2 separate regions of the Mus musculus genome follow, and region 1 is linked to region 2. Evidence: chromatin contacts called from public Hi-C data. All regions are on one chromosome and are shown on one strand. The core of a region is the stretch at or near the end of the contact, and the rest is flanking DNA. Distances in the headings are between cores, read along the strand shown. Region 1 overlaps Cacnb4 (calcium channel, voltage-dependent, beta 4 subunit). Region 2 overlaps Cacnb4 (calcium channel, voltage-dependent, beta 4 subunit).

Region 1 (6,593 bases), core at 18-2,517, 80 kb after region 2:
TCGTGGATTAACACAAAGTCTCTGTATGGATTAATAACACAAAGGAAAGCTTCAATAGTGTTGTTCCAAATTTTCAAAATGTGTGCTGTCAGGCTAGTGAGATGGCACAGGGAGTAAAGGCACTTGCTGCAGGGACCAAAATAGTGGAAGGAGAAAAGAGACACCTGCAAGCTGCTTTCTGACCTTCACCCGCATGTTGTGGCATGCATGTACCCTACCCCCATACACACTGTAAATCAAATAAATAAATAAATAAATAAATAGGTAGATAGATAGACAAACAAACAAATAAATAAATAAAATGTAATAAACCATTCTTCGAGCAAGAGCCATGGCTTATCAGTTAAGAACACTTGTTCCTTGTGCAGAGGACCCAAGTTTGGTCCCCACTATCTGTTGGGCACCTTACACCCACTTTATCTCCAGCTAGAGCGAATCTGCTGCCCTCTTCTGCCCTCCATGTGTATGTGCACACAGAGACCCACGCAAAGGTACACATAGTTAAACAATACATTATTTTTTTTCAAATTCCTTCTATTGCCGAGGCAAAGCATTGCCTTCTACCTGATCACAAACCATTTCTGCAAGGCTCTAGAAAGCACAGCGTTTGGTCTGTGGCTGACCTCTTCCTCCTTGAGTTGAAAGCATTGCTCTGCACCATTCTTTTGATTTTCCAGAGTCTCCCAAAGCTCTGTGCAGCCGTTCTCGCAGCCTTTTCAGCCCTGCCTTTCAATCAGCTCCCAATTCACCCTGTGTACTTCAACCTCCTGCCCAAAAGCTAAGAGATGAGTTCCCATGAATGCTCCAAGGTTTTCCCGTGGTCCCCCACCACCTCCCTGCCTACCTTTGTCTGTGTTACATATCGTTGTTTTAAAGAACGTTCTCTTCACTGTCTGCCTTAGATGCACTGAGTTAAAAAAAAAAAGTCATCTGTCACTGTATTGATGGGATTTAGAGCTAGAGAATCCTCTGCAAGTTCACAGAAGAGAAAGTGCCTGGAGCTGGGAAAGAGGGAAGCCTTACTTGACTGATTTGCTCAATGTGATTCTCTTCTGTGGGCACTTGAAGCAGAGCCCGCACACTGGATAACTCAGTGCTAAACGAGTGAGTTTCCTCTATCCAGGGCAGCATGAAGCTTCTCCTCCCCTCTCCTGTCTTCTGAAAAAGCCAACAGCACGTGTCCCTCCATCACCCTCTGCTACCAAGAGGCGCAGGACCCTCTCGCCTCCCTGCCCAGGTGCTCCTTGCTGTCTCACACAATTTACAAGGTCCACTGTGCCTCTGCTGAGCATATATTTGCTGCGCTCCTGCCAGTGCTGGGAGTAAGGGCCTAATTATAGCACTGGTGCAATTCATAAGTGCATTTAAATAGGAAGCAAGCTGCCTTTCCTACCCCTACTCTCCTTCCCTCCTCCCTCACTCCTTCCCTTCCCCCCACCCCCACCTCCACCAAAGCCCCTGTGGTCAATTCTGTCCTCCCCTCCTGCCTACAGCAGCTCCTGTAGTTGGTGTGGGAAGAAGCTGACGTATGAAATGACAGTTCCCATTGCCTTTTGTAAAATTAAAAAGAAAAAGAAAAAAAAAACCCACAAGCAAACAGTCAGCTAAGGCAAAGGGTGGAAAGGAGATAGTCCACTGTGGTAGCTGCTCAGGGTGACACTTTCCAACAGGAAGTCATAAATGATCGAGCTTTTGCTCCATTGTCTTCAAGGTAGAGGGAGAATTGCCCTGTCCCTTGCTTCTGCCACATTTAAGAAACACTGGGTGGCGACATCTAGCGGTTCCTGTTTAAATTGCTCTTGTAGTACAGTGCCATGAAGAAACAAAAGCAGCAGCTTTCAGAAAGCTGGAGTTAATTAACAGTAGTACAAGTGCAACCAGTTCACCCTGGGTTTCTGCTGTGCTCATCCTGGCCCGCTCTGCCCTGTGGCCGACAGAGATAACAACCATGAGTGAATGGGTCATTAGAGGCCACAGCAGAGTGCTCAGGACACTGCCTACCCTCAGGAGTTACTCCACCCATCCTTGCTGTATTACAAACATCATAGTTACGGCACTTGGTGAAACTGCACTCATTCCTACTCTACTGACACAGCCAGGAAGACATGCACCATGTGTCTTATGGTCTTGCATGCCCATGACGCAGGCCGCACGCACATCATCAGGGATCTGAGGACCTCCCAACTTTCAATATTACCCAAGCCTATCAGTGGCCTAAGTCCCTGGAATTTTGGTTGAATGGGACATGCTCTCCTCAATTCACAACAGTCCCATGGGCCCCGTCATCTTGCTTTAAACTGTTCCCATGTATGTTGACTATCGACCATGGAAGACACTGTTGAGACCCTAAAGAATGCATGTAAGGACCAGAGATCAGTCTTGGTGTGGTGTCTAGGAGCTGGACAACTTGGTTTTTGAAACAGAGTCTCTTATTTAGCCCAGAGCTCTTCACACTAGGCTGACTGGCCAAGGAGCCTCAGGGTTCTGTCTGCCTCTACCTCCCTCACACAGGGGTTACAGCGACATGCCACCACGCCTGGCTTTTCCATTTTGGGTCTGAAGATCTAACTCAGGTCCTGATGAATTAATAGCAAGTACTTCACTGACTAAAACAGCCCTCCAAACCCATTCTGTGACCCTTCTTGATCCTGTCATCTGGACAGCAAGATGACAAGTGGCTGCCTCAAAGCATTGTTAGAAATGAGTCTATAAGCACGTTGTGCCTGTCACATTACCCAAGTTCCATGTCTGAACTTCTACTGACATCATTCATCTTTCTCCTGACAACTCTAACACCTAGTCTTTTAAGCAATTTTTTATTTTTGGTTTATGGGCACTGTTTTGTGTCTGTGTTAAGCACCATCAGATCCCCTGCAACTGGAGTTAGAGTTGTAAGCTGCCATGTGGGTGCTGGGAGTTGAACCTGAGACCTCTGGAAGAGCAGCCAGTGCTCTTAACTTCTCCAGCCCTCACAGTGTCTTTTTAAAGAGTGTTTTCAATTGTGGTAGAATACACACACCAGAAATATTGCTACTTTGACAATTTTTTAAATGTGCCGTTCGGTGGTATTAACGACATGCTTTTTTTTTTTTTTTTTTTTTTTTTGTGCAACTTTCATTGCCATCCACCTCCAAAATCTTCTCATTGTACAAACTGAGTCTGTACACATCTAACACCAACTCCCCATTCCCTCCTCCCCGAGACAGCTGTGATCCCACTTTACTTTCTGTCTCTGCATTTAATACCTCGTATGTACCGAATCCCACAAGACTGAGTCTTCTGTGTCTAGGTTATTTCTCCCGTTTTGTTCTCTAAGTTGCAAACATCTTGCTGGCAGACATGCAGTTTACCTACCACTCCATCCTCCATCCTTCCCCAGGCTCTCACTAGCCGGTGTGGAGCTCTGCCTAAGTGTGGGGTCTGCATCCTAAGGGTGAGGAGGGGTGGCATGGCTGCACCTGGGAGCTTGTTAAAAACACAAAACCCTGACCCCCGCTGTGAAAGTTCCAAACAAGTCTGCATTTTAACAAGATCCCCGGGGGAATCTTCAAACACTGTGAAGGGCAAAGTGGCTTGGCATGAGACAAGGAAGGCAATGTACTGTGGCTCCTTTGTTAGGTTCAGCTACTTCATCTCTAAGTACTGTAAGTATTTGTTGATGGAAAGATTCACGAGGGAGTTGAATGTCCCTATGAATATCACCATCCTGCACTTCCCTGAGTCGAGAAAGGACACCTCTTAAAAATTAGCTCAAAGCGGGTGGAAAATAGGCCAGAGAAAACTGTCACATCCCAAAGTAGCCTAGCAGATGTGACAACTACATATCATGTGGCATCCTGGGTGTGACCTTAAGACAAAAGGGGGTGGGGAGTCAGGGGGACCAGGCTAAAGCTAAGGAAATCTAAATGAAGCAAAGTCAATATTACCAGTCCATTAACTATAACAAATGTGCCAGACTACAGTCAGATGATAATAGGGCAGGAATATACCCCTTCCCCCCCAGGATAGGCCCAGAAACCCTTGGTGATGACTACAGGGCCATCTGTACATCTACAACTACTCTAAAATTAAAGTTGATCCGGTGTAGGGAGGATCCTCGCCTGCACATAAGCACACAGCAACATCTGTGCTCGAGCAATGGCCTGCTCTATGCTATGCTTGTGCAGCTGTGGACCGAGGTTTTCAAGACAACACAGGAAAATACAGTCAGCGTCTGGATACCTTCAGTCTGCAGTCAGCCCAGTCTCCCTCTGCAGACATCTGATACCTAATTGTCCTGGTCTTTTTCCTTCTCCTGTTGTGAGAGCCACCTGCTCAAAACCATCAAGAAAAAGGACACATGCAAATATGAGCACTGGTAGACAGAAGCAAGAAGGTCTTGAGTTCAAGGCCAGACTGAGCTACATAAACAAGACTCTGTGTCAGAAATAAGTAAGTAAATTAAATATTTAACTGATTGAATGCTAGAGAGTACAGCACACTTTAAGAAATAACCAAGTGATGTCTTATCTTTTTATCTAGGGTTGAAATATATATAAATAGATATAGATATAGATATATTGCAATTCAAATTTTAAATTATAGCAAGCGTTAAAGGGTTGAGGGGCTGGAGCAATGACTAAGCAGTTAAGTGTGTGCACTGCCCTTGCAGGGTTCCGGTCCCTGTGCCCACGCCGGATGGCTCACGGCCACCTGTTGCTCCAGCTCTGGGATGACTCAATGCCTCTGGCCTCCGAAGGCACCTGTACTCACACATGTGCACATAGCCCCTCCACATACACATATATAACTTGAAATAATAAAAATAAATCTAAACTACGAGAAAACAGGAACAATCAATGAACAGTGTCCAAACATTTACGTTTTCCTGATCACCTATTGCACTCAGCCACTAACTTACCATGAGCTCATTAGCTTTAAGTAGAGTTCCCTTTCTCTGTTAGATTCGCTAATAATCTTCACTGACTGCGTTACATCTGGAACCATTAACTTAAGCTGTGTTAAACAAGTAGCGATGATAAAGATTATGGCTAGCATGTCTTCTTTTTTACCATATTTTAGACAGTATGCCATTTATGTTACACGTGCCATGGCAAGCCACACAGCAGGTCAAGCCTGTGAGGTAGATGCTATTCTCCCATTGAGATACTTGTTACTCACGTTTAACAGGATACAACTGGCGGGCTTAACAATCCAGAACATGGGAAGATTTTTAGGACTTAAGTTCATTTCAGATTCAGTGGGGCAGAAGTAATAGAGCTACCGAAAGTGACGATGAGATAGCATCCTCAATTGGTACAGTAGAAGAACGTGAACAAGGGCGTGGCAAACACGCCAAAAACAGACGCCATGGCCCATGCTGATTTTAGTGTGAACCCTGGGATACCTTCAGTGTTCACATCACCAATGACTTGGGTGGAGGTGGATAAACCTGAGACGCAGAGAACAAATGGCATATGGTCACCCAGCTAGCAAATCCAGAGCTAGATTCTGAACACAAGAGCACTCTCCTTCCCTGGGGATCTCTGAAAGGTTGACTATAGCCCAGCACTGTGAATGATGGCAGTCAGGGGTGCACAGAGTGGACAGTCGTAGACAGGAGGCACATGCATGCTGAGGTGGTACAGACACACACACAGACACATACACACACACACACACACACACACGTACACATACACAATCAATCAATCAATCAATATGAAAAGATGGAACTGGAGAGATGGCTCACACACTAAATAAAGAGATAAATAAATAAATAAATAAATAAATACGAAAAGATGGAACTGGAGAGATAGCTCAGTGGTTAACAGCCCTTCCTGCTTTTCCAGAGGACCTAGCTTCAGTTCCCAGCACCCACTCTGAGCAGTTCACAACTGCCTATAACTCCAGCTCCAGGGATCCAATTCCCTCTTCTGGCCTCTTCGGGTACCTATACTCTTGGACACATACCCACACATAGACACACATATATACACATAATTTAAAATAAATTAAATTATCTTTTTAAAAAGTAGGTATATACAGAATTGATAATGAAAGAGAACAGCGCATAGCAAAGACTGTGTGGCTGGGATATATCACTAAGCCCATATTTCCTCAGCAGCTGCCAGAATGGAACTTCTAGGGGGTTACGCAGGAGAGAAACTCCCAAGAAAAGGCCAGGAAGGGGCAAAAATCGATCACTAAAACTTCACCAATGTGAGTCCTTTTCCCCAGCACAAAGACGACTTCCCGGAACCTCTTCAAGACACCCTTCCCAAGGCAGGACTGTAAGACTCACAATGCTTCACTCATGAGAGCCTGATCTCTACACGGGGCCCAGTCTCCTTAATACGCTGTGGGATGAGCTTGTGCTGTGCTTCTAACCGATATCACCATCTACAGATTTCCCAGCTTGTCCCGATTGTGGGAGGCTTCCCTGTCTCCACAATCAAGGATCTCTTTCACTTAATTCCCACATCTCTTTTGAAGATAAGCTTCCTGCTTAAATAATTCAGGCCTTTCAAGTGATGGGGAAAACATCCACAGCTCCCTTTGGGATGCTGGGATATGCTAAGCACTGACCACACCCTGCTGTATAGTCACAGAAC
Region 2 (7,169 bases), core at 2,446-4,945:
CAAAAAAGAAAATAGATCACATTCATCTGTTTTAAATATCTTCATTAGTGGATTGGGCAGAAGCAATAAATCTACAAGACCTTTATGACCTACAGAATAAAAATTAAAATAACGTAAAGTGTAGGAGTCCCTAAGAAATGAGTAAGAGACATCTGGAATTATGACTCTAGAAAGTTTAAAGTAGAGTCCACTTTATGGAATGTGCCATATGGACATTTTTCCAGCAAAGTTTTTACAGTCTGTATGATATCTGTATGTTTCACCCTTTGGTAGTCTTAAGCCAGCACTATTTAGGGAGTTGGCTGTGGTATGGCTGAGCCCCTTAGACATGGTAAGCAAGAGCTTCAAGGTGGAGCCTGTAGATGCATTCACAAAGGTTCCACCCTCCATGTTACCGTGCCTCTGCCTCCACTCATCTAGCTCTCCTGGAGTCCCCTGCCTTTACTTGCGCTCCAGTGGCCAGTGGAGTCCATGGCTCCTACTACCATCTAACAGTTCTGATTGAACAAGAGTCCCAATTAATTGCTTAAACATTACCTGTACTCTGACGCCATCAGAGGCATTTTTCTCATTTGTGGATTTGTAGAAGAGAGAGAACCATAGAAGAAGGTGCTGTGAGCTAACACATTTCACGTGTCTGGCGATCACGTGACAGAAGCAGCAGTCCCTTAATGTTGAGGAATGTGGGTCATGATTTCACTTGAATATTTGAAACAACTTCTGAGTATTCTTTAACAATAAGCTCCTAAAATCGAGATGCCGTGCCTCAAACCTGCAGAGCATCATTTAAAATCTTATTATATTCGAGATTTTGCTACTGAATGAACTCCACAAGTCACTCACAGGAAACACTCGTTACTACGGAGTCACATCCATTAGCAGTGCTGGAGGGCTTTGAATATCATGAGGCACCGCGCACGCTGCATTTGAATCCAAAGAAGCAGAATTAAATGAGTTGCTTCTAAGATTACTAAACTTCGAAACGTAATAATAGGATAAGTGGGCGAGAGGGAGGAGGTTCCTTAGGGGATCATATGAGTGGACTGGACAGGACTGAGGTGAGAAAATGGTTAACTCCAAGACATACTCTGATGTTAGAATGGACAAGCATGCTGATGGGGTTAACATCACAGTGAGGAGTTTAGCCTAAATTCTCAGGAAATAGAGCTGAAATTAACTGAGTGAGGAGAAGCCAAAAGAAAAGCAGGTTTGAGAACACTGGGAGCGGAAATTCCCATGGCCAACTGGTTTTTCTAATGGGCAACCATTAGAAATGTGGGGATAGTGAATGGGCAGCTGAATCTCAGGAGCCTGGTCCAGGCTGATGTTATAACTGTGGAGAGATAAATAAAAGGATGGGCGGGGGGGGGGGGAGAGGGAGAGAGAGAATGAATAAATGGAAGGACTGAGTCCTGGCTCAGACCATGATTTCTATGTCAGAAGAGAAGGCGGCAGCATTAAGTATCTGAGAACCTTAAAGGCCAGAGAGAAGCCCAAGGGAGGATGTACCCAAAACAACAGGCCTGAGTCCCTCATGCTCAGATCCTAGGTTATGTTTGCATGGACTCATATGAGTGAGGGGAGTATGGGAGAGGCTACAAACTAGAAGAAAACCTCAAGATGAGACAAAAGGCCTTAGGGAGAGGAGAGGGGGCAGTAGGACAGGTAAGATGAAAATGGAAGGCCCATGAGGGGTGGGGGGCCAGTAGAAGGGGACAGGGTGGGACAGGAGGATGAGGCTAATCAATAGAGGCCAGCCTAGTCTACATAATGAGTCCAGGACAGACAGGAGTATACAGAGAAACCCTGTCTCAAAAAAAAAAAAAAAAAAAAAAAGGAAAGAAAATATTGTAATGAAACCCAACATGGAATATGCTAATTAATTCCTAATGAAAAAGAATACACTCAATATAAAATATATAAAATATGTCCTTGTGCAAAGACTATACCCAAGAGGGAAAACTAATTCTAAAGAAAAGAACGATCAGTTCTTTGAAGTCCCATGGATAAGACAGGCAACCTCATTGGCTATAGCAATACAAAAGTCACTCACAAGGACTTACCCAGACCTTACTCTTAAAGGATTATGAGGACAAAATCCTGAGTGAAGAGAGTTCCACAGAACAAAGGAGATGCAGAAGGCAGGGAACAGAGAGCTTTTTAGAGGGAGGGCTGTTATGAGGAGCAGGGTCCTTAAATGAGGGACCCTGAAGAACCCGGGGATAAACACAAGGAATCTACCAACTTAGACGGCACAACCCTGAAACTTTATTTTGACTCTATAGTGCGTCTCCATTTCCATCCATCATTAATGTAGTATCAGTAGTCTGTTACTTCTCAGTTTATGGAAAATGTATTTCACATCTCATAGGGACAGCTGCAGAAACCTTAAGACACCATGCTCACAACTGTCGCCAAGGTGTTTTTATACGTGGGACTAGATTTCAAGTGATCATGAGAGTGACTCAGGAATATTCAACCCAGCTGCATCATTCTATGGGAGAAATCTAGAGTGCTCCATTCCTTTTCTATACATAATACCTTGTTCACCAATGTTATCACAGGCAAGCCATTTTCATTGTTTAAACTTAATAGATCCAATGGGAAGTTGTAACCCTTATAACACTGCATAGACTTTTGGAGCACAGGAAGTGTAAAGGTTATAACTACAGAGAACTTTGTAGTGGTATGTTTTGTTTTTACTTAAAAATTAAAATGTAGGGGGCTGGAGAGATGGCTCCACAGTTAAGGGCACTGACTGCTCTTTCAGGGGACCAGGGTTCAAATCCCAGTACCCACATGGCAGCTCACAACTGTCTGTGTCTCTAAGATCTGACAGTCACCTAGATATACATGCAGGCAAAACACCAATGCACAAAAAATAAAGGTAAAAAAAATTAAAAATTAAAAATTTTAGCTTGCTTTTATATTAAATGCATTAGCATATTAATAAGGAAAATGTTAGCCTATCCTGCCAGATAAAATATTATTATTAGTGATAATTATATCATGTGTTCCTTCTGTAGCCCTATGTTCCTATTTGAAACATTGAAAGACATTGTCCTGAGAAGGAGTCCATAGGCTTCACTAGACCATTAACAGAGTCCCGGCACAAACGAGCGAAGAACACCTGCTGAGACGGAAGGGAGAGATGGGCAAGGGGAGGAGGGAGCGCGCCCACCCAGGATGTTCTAATATGGGAGGACCAGAGGACATCTGTATTGCAAATGAGAGTGATTCAGTAGAGATGGGGGAGACTGGCAGCATAAGAACAAGGAGAACTGCTGAAGCTAGGCCCTGAGTAGGCAGGAGATCAATCGAACGCACAAGAGGCTGGGGTTGGGCAAAGACAGGTGCACAGTCATTCTCGAAGCCAGCGGAGGAAGGCGGAGGCGGGTAGGGAAGATTCGCGGATGGGCTGCATCAGGATTCTTCTCTCATTGTTTCTGTCTTTTAATTAAAAAGAGCTACAAGGTCATCAGTAGAGGGGAGGAGGGGGGAGATGCCAGGGCTCGATGGAAGAGCAGAGGATATGGGTGGAATGGAAGAGGAGGCAGGACTGGGGTCAGGCGGCAGAGCTGAGGCGCAGCACCAGGGGCTGCCTTTAACGATGATGGATCAGAGGTGAATCAGCGTGATTGTCTTGCTCTGCTCCCATCCAGCTGTGGGTGCTAAGTGGGTGGAGCGATGCAGACAACCAAGACTGTGTGAGGGAAGGTGACACAGGAGAATGGCACCATTGTCCTATCCATACAGCAGAGGTGAACGTGACCAATCTGGTTCATTCTCTCCATCTGTGGCTCCCTGCCCTACTTCTTTCTTGTCAAACACGAAGAAGAGGGCATTGTCACACACATCGAAAGATCATGGGGTAGGGAGGAGGAAGTGGGAGAGAAGAGACTGAGAACCCAAGAGAGAGTCGGCATGGCCGTGTGCGGTGAGCATCACAGAGAAACGGGATGAGGTCTTGGGGTCTGGTGTTCAGCATGACAGGAAAGCTTCATTCTAGGCTGCCTGGATTTGGGAGTATGGACAACTGCCTATACATAGAGAAATACAACCAAACAACATTCACATGTCGTCTAAGCTTTAAACAGCTTATTCTTACTGACTGTCAATTTCTGGATGGGAACTTTAAACCTGCATTGTGATGGCTGATCTCAGGTGTTAACTTGACACACTGGGAAGAGGGAGCCTCAACAGAGGACTGGCCTCCATCATATTGGCCTGTAAGCACGCCTATGGGAGCATTTTCTTGACTACTATTTGATGTAGGATGGCCCAGAATACCATAAGAGGTGCTGTTCCTAGGCAGATGTACCAGAATGTATAGGAGAGTTAGTTGAGCAGTCTAGGGAGAGCAAGCCAGTAAGCAACATTCCACACGGCTACTGCTTTGGCTCCTGCCTGTGAGTTCTTGCCTTATGTTACTGCCCTGACTTCCCTCAGTGATTATGTCTTGGGAGTTATACAAACAATTTATTATGGCATGACTTTTGTCTTAATTTTATTTTCATTTAGATCTTCAATCTATATGAAAATTTTAGATGATTAATGAATAGGAATCTATCTTAACTTTTTAATTCTGATACCAACCAACCATGGCAGCATTTATCATTCACTGTGTGTCTGCCCAGCCTCCATTTTGAAATATATGCATCTACCAACATCTATATACCTGCCTTTACATGTATCCCTATGATTTACATTATAGTTTGTTACATAAAATACATAGTATTATACTATATATAATATTCTGCAAAATATCAAATATTCGATGGTTACTAGTTTCTGTCACAAGCTTCTGAAGAGTAAGAAACCCAAACATGGCAGTGTTGTATCCAAGCAAGCCCTGCTTCCGTCTCTCCAATTCCAGTCACATTCCATTCCTTGTCAGTTAAAATATATACACCTATAAGCTCATGTCCTGCCTGTGTGCTCACAGGTTATCCCAGGTCATTGCAGCACACTAGCTGGCTATTGATCATGAAAATAGAACCAGTTTGTCTGAGTGATGCTAACCAGTGGTTAGAACACAATATCTGGTACCTATTCCTGATGTTCCTATACACAAAATAAGCCCTGAAATTACCCTAAAGTGGAGGGTGGCATGACTTTAAACTTACCTATAAAAGGCAGGTTATCTTTAGTCGGCTCTAATTATTTTTTTTTCTTACTGAAGAGCCTGCTTGTCCAGTCTAATTGGGAATTGCATTTGGAATGCGTGACATACGAAGGCTTATTCTCAGCTCACAAAAGGAACAATGCAACGGCAAATTAGCGAGACTCAGGCATCATTAAGTTAAGGGCTCAGAGATGCTTCCAACCTCATTTTGAAGCTCCCTCTCGGTCCCTGGCAGTCTTGTCGTGCTTTCCCGAGGCAGGCAAATGGCATTAGAGCAGTAGTGAGTGGGCCAGCTCATTGCCACACTCCGACGCCCTCTCAGACATTCGTGTTTGTGTTAGGAGCTGACATGTCGTCCTTGCTGCTGTTGTCTGTATAAACAGTGCATGTCGGAGTTGCACAGTGAGAAAACAAAGAGAGGCCCCTTACCTCCATTCATCATCGATCCCTATAGCTCAAAATGGGGGGGGGGGGGGGAGGCAGTGGTGATCTGAATTTCCACCATCGAGGGAAGCATCGACACCTTGTGGGGCCACCCACATCTTTGGTGACTCTCAAAAAGAAACAGCTTTCCTTGCATGACCTGGGACCAGGAAAAGTACCTGGCAGGCAGGATCTTATTTCTGTGGGGATAAACAACCCAAGATGACAGGCGTATTCACACATGACTGAGCAGGGAAGAACAGAGGAGAGGCTGACACCAGGCTGGAAATACTACTTTGGTATTAGGAGGAGACAATGGCAGAGAGCAGGGGAGAATTTTATTTTATTTTATTTTATTTTATTTTATTTTATTTTATTTATTGTGCTTTTGTATTTAGTTGTTAGAGTAAGAACAAATTACCTCTGCAACTAAAACACTTCTAATGTAGCAGGGAGGGTATTTTAAGAAGATGATCAAATGAGCTATGAGCTACTAAGCAAGGACTCATCACCTGTACTGACACAGCAAGTCTTCACCAAATTAGATGGCCACAGATAATAGGTGACTCCAAAATTTGGAAAGATCCAACTAAGAGCAGTCTGTAAATGCCACCACAGTGAAGGGACTTTGCCTTTAATGATAAAGTGTGTCAAAGCAGGCTGAAAATCTAAGCCCAGCTCCTCAGAACTGGACATTTGGAAGTCTGGTCCTTTAAGAGGTAAGTCAAGCTAAGTTTTAAGCTCACACTCACCCTTGGCATATACTGGTGTCCTTTTCCTAAGCTTCCCTTTAAAAACCCAAGGTTATTTCCACACTAAACCTTTCCTTAATAAACTCCAACTTCACACACACACAAAAAGGGAAGCACTCTGGCCTTTTGCTAGTGACCTTATGAAAAGGAGAAGTTTGGGACTGGGGAGATTCCTCAGTGTGTAAGTGTGCTTGCTCTGCAAGCACGAGTACTTGATTTCAAACCCTCAACACCCACACAAAAAGCCAGGCATGGCTGTGCTTGCCTACAGCCCTAATTCTGTGGGACAGAGAAGGCAGCTCCCAAAATCTCACTGCCCAGGCTGCCAAACCAACAACAGCAAGACTTCTGTTTAATCCCGTATTGAGGCAATAACTCTGAGAGCAACACAGGAAGACACTTGAGTTCCCTGTTCTGATCTCCGCACACACCTATAGAATCAGGGAACAGGGAAATAAAGATATACCAGAGGAAAGCGATCATGCCACCACAAACCAAGCAAGATCCAAGCTACCCATAGCTGAAGGAAGGAAGGGTCCTCCCGTAGCCAGATTTCTTTGTCTGTAATAAACATCATGTCTGAGAGCAACTTGGGAGAACAGGATCTTTTTTTTTTTTTTCCTTACAGGTTTCTGTGCATCATCAGGGGGAATCTAATGCAGGACTGAAGCAGAGACCGTGGAGGAATGCTGCTTACTGACTTGGTTCCCCTAGTTCTCCCAGCTTTCTTATCTATCTCAGGCCAGACACAGTAGCACCATCCTGAAGGAGCTGCATCCTCCCACACCAATCAGAAATCCAGAAAATGCCAGACAGACTTGCCTGTCCGACGAAAGCTCTTCCTCAATGGAGGTTCCCTCTTCCCAGAT

Evidence for each region. Hi-C and Micro-C count contacts between places; a contact is called where the count stands out from the background.
Region 1: a contact with region 2 is called in a Hi-C map of cerebral cortex, with 1.9 times the contacts expected there. The contact joins two enhancer-like sites. A contact is called at or near these places in 1 of 15 datasets of contacts at CTCF or cohesin (CD8 T cells), 15 of 484 Hi-C or Micro-C datasets (Kupffer cells, Sertoli cells, bone marrow-derived macrophages and 10 more) and 6 of 115 datasets of contacts at active chromatin or transcription factors (CD8 T cells, bone marrow-derived dendritic cells, embryonic stem cells and 2 more).

The regions. Positions count from the first base shown.
Region 1 is chr2:52,589,319-52,595,911 of GRCm38.p6, forward strand. All of the region lies in intron 2 of Cacnb4 (calcium channel, voltage-dependent, beta 4 subunit), which reads right to left. Among named protein-coding and RNA genes, the nearest start is that of Cacnb4, 84 kb to the right of the region's middle. Within about 2 kb of position 1,268, at least 68 of the 459 cell types and tissues checked have an H3K27ac peak or open chromatin away from gene starts, as enhancers often do. A contact at or near this core is called in cerebral cortex, where this site is marked.
Region 2 is chr2:52,506,621-52,513,789 of GRCm38.p6, forward strand. The region is part of intron 2 of Cacnb4 (calcium channel, voltage-dependent, beta 4 subunit); the gene reads right to left. Among named protein-coding and RNA genes, the nearest start is that of A430018G15Rik, 85 kb to the left of the region's middle. Within about 2 kb of position 3,696, at least 28 of the 459 cell types and tissues checked have an H3K27ac peak or open chromatin away from gene starts, as enhancers often do. A contact at or near this core is called in cerebral cortex, where this site is marked.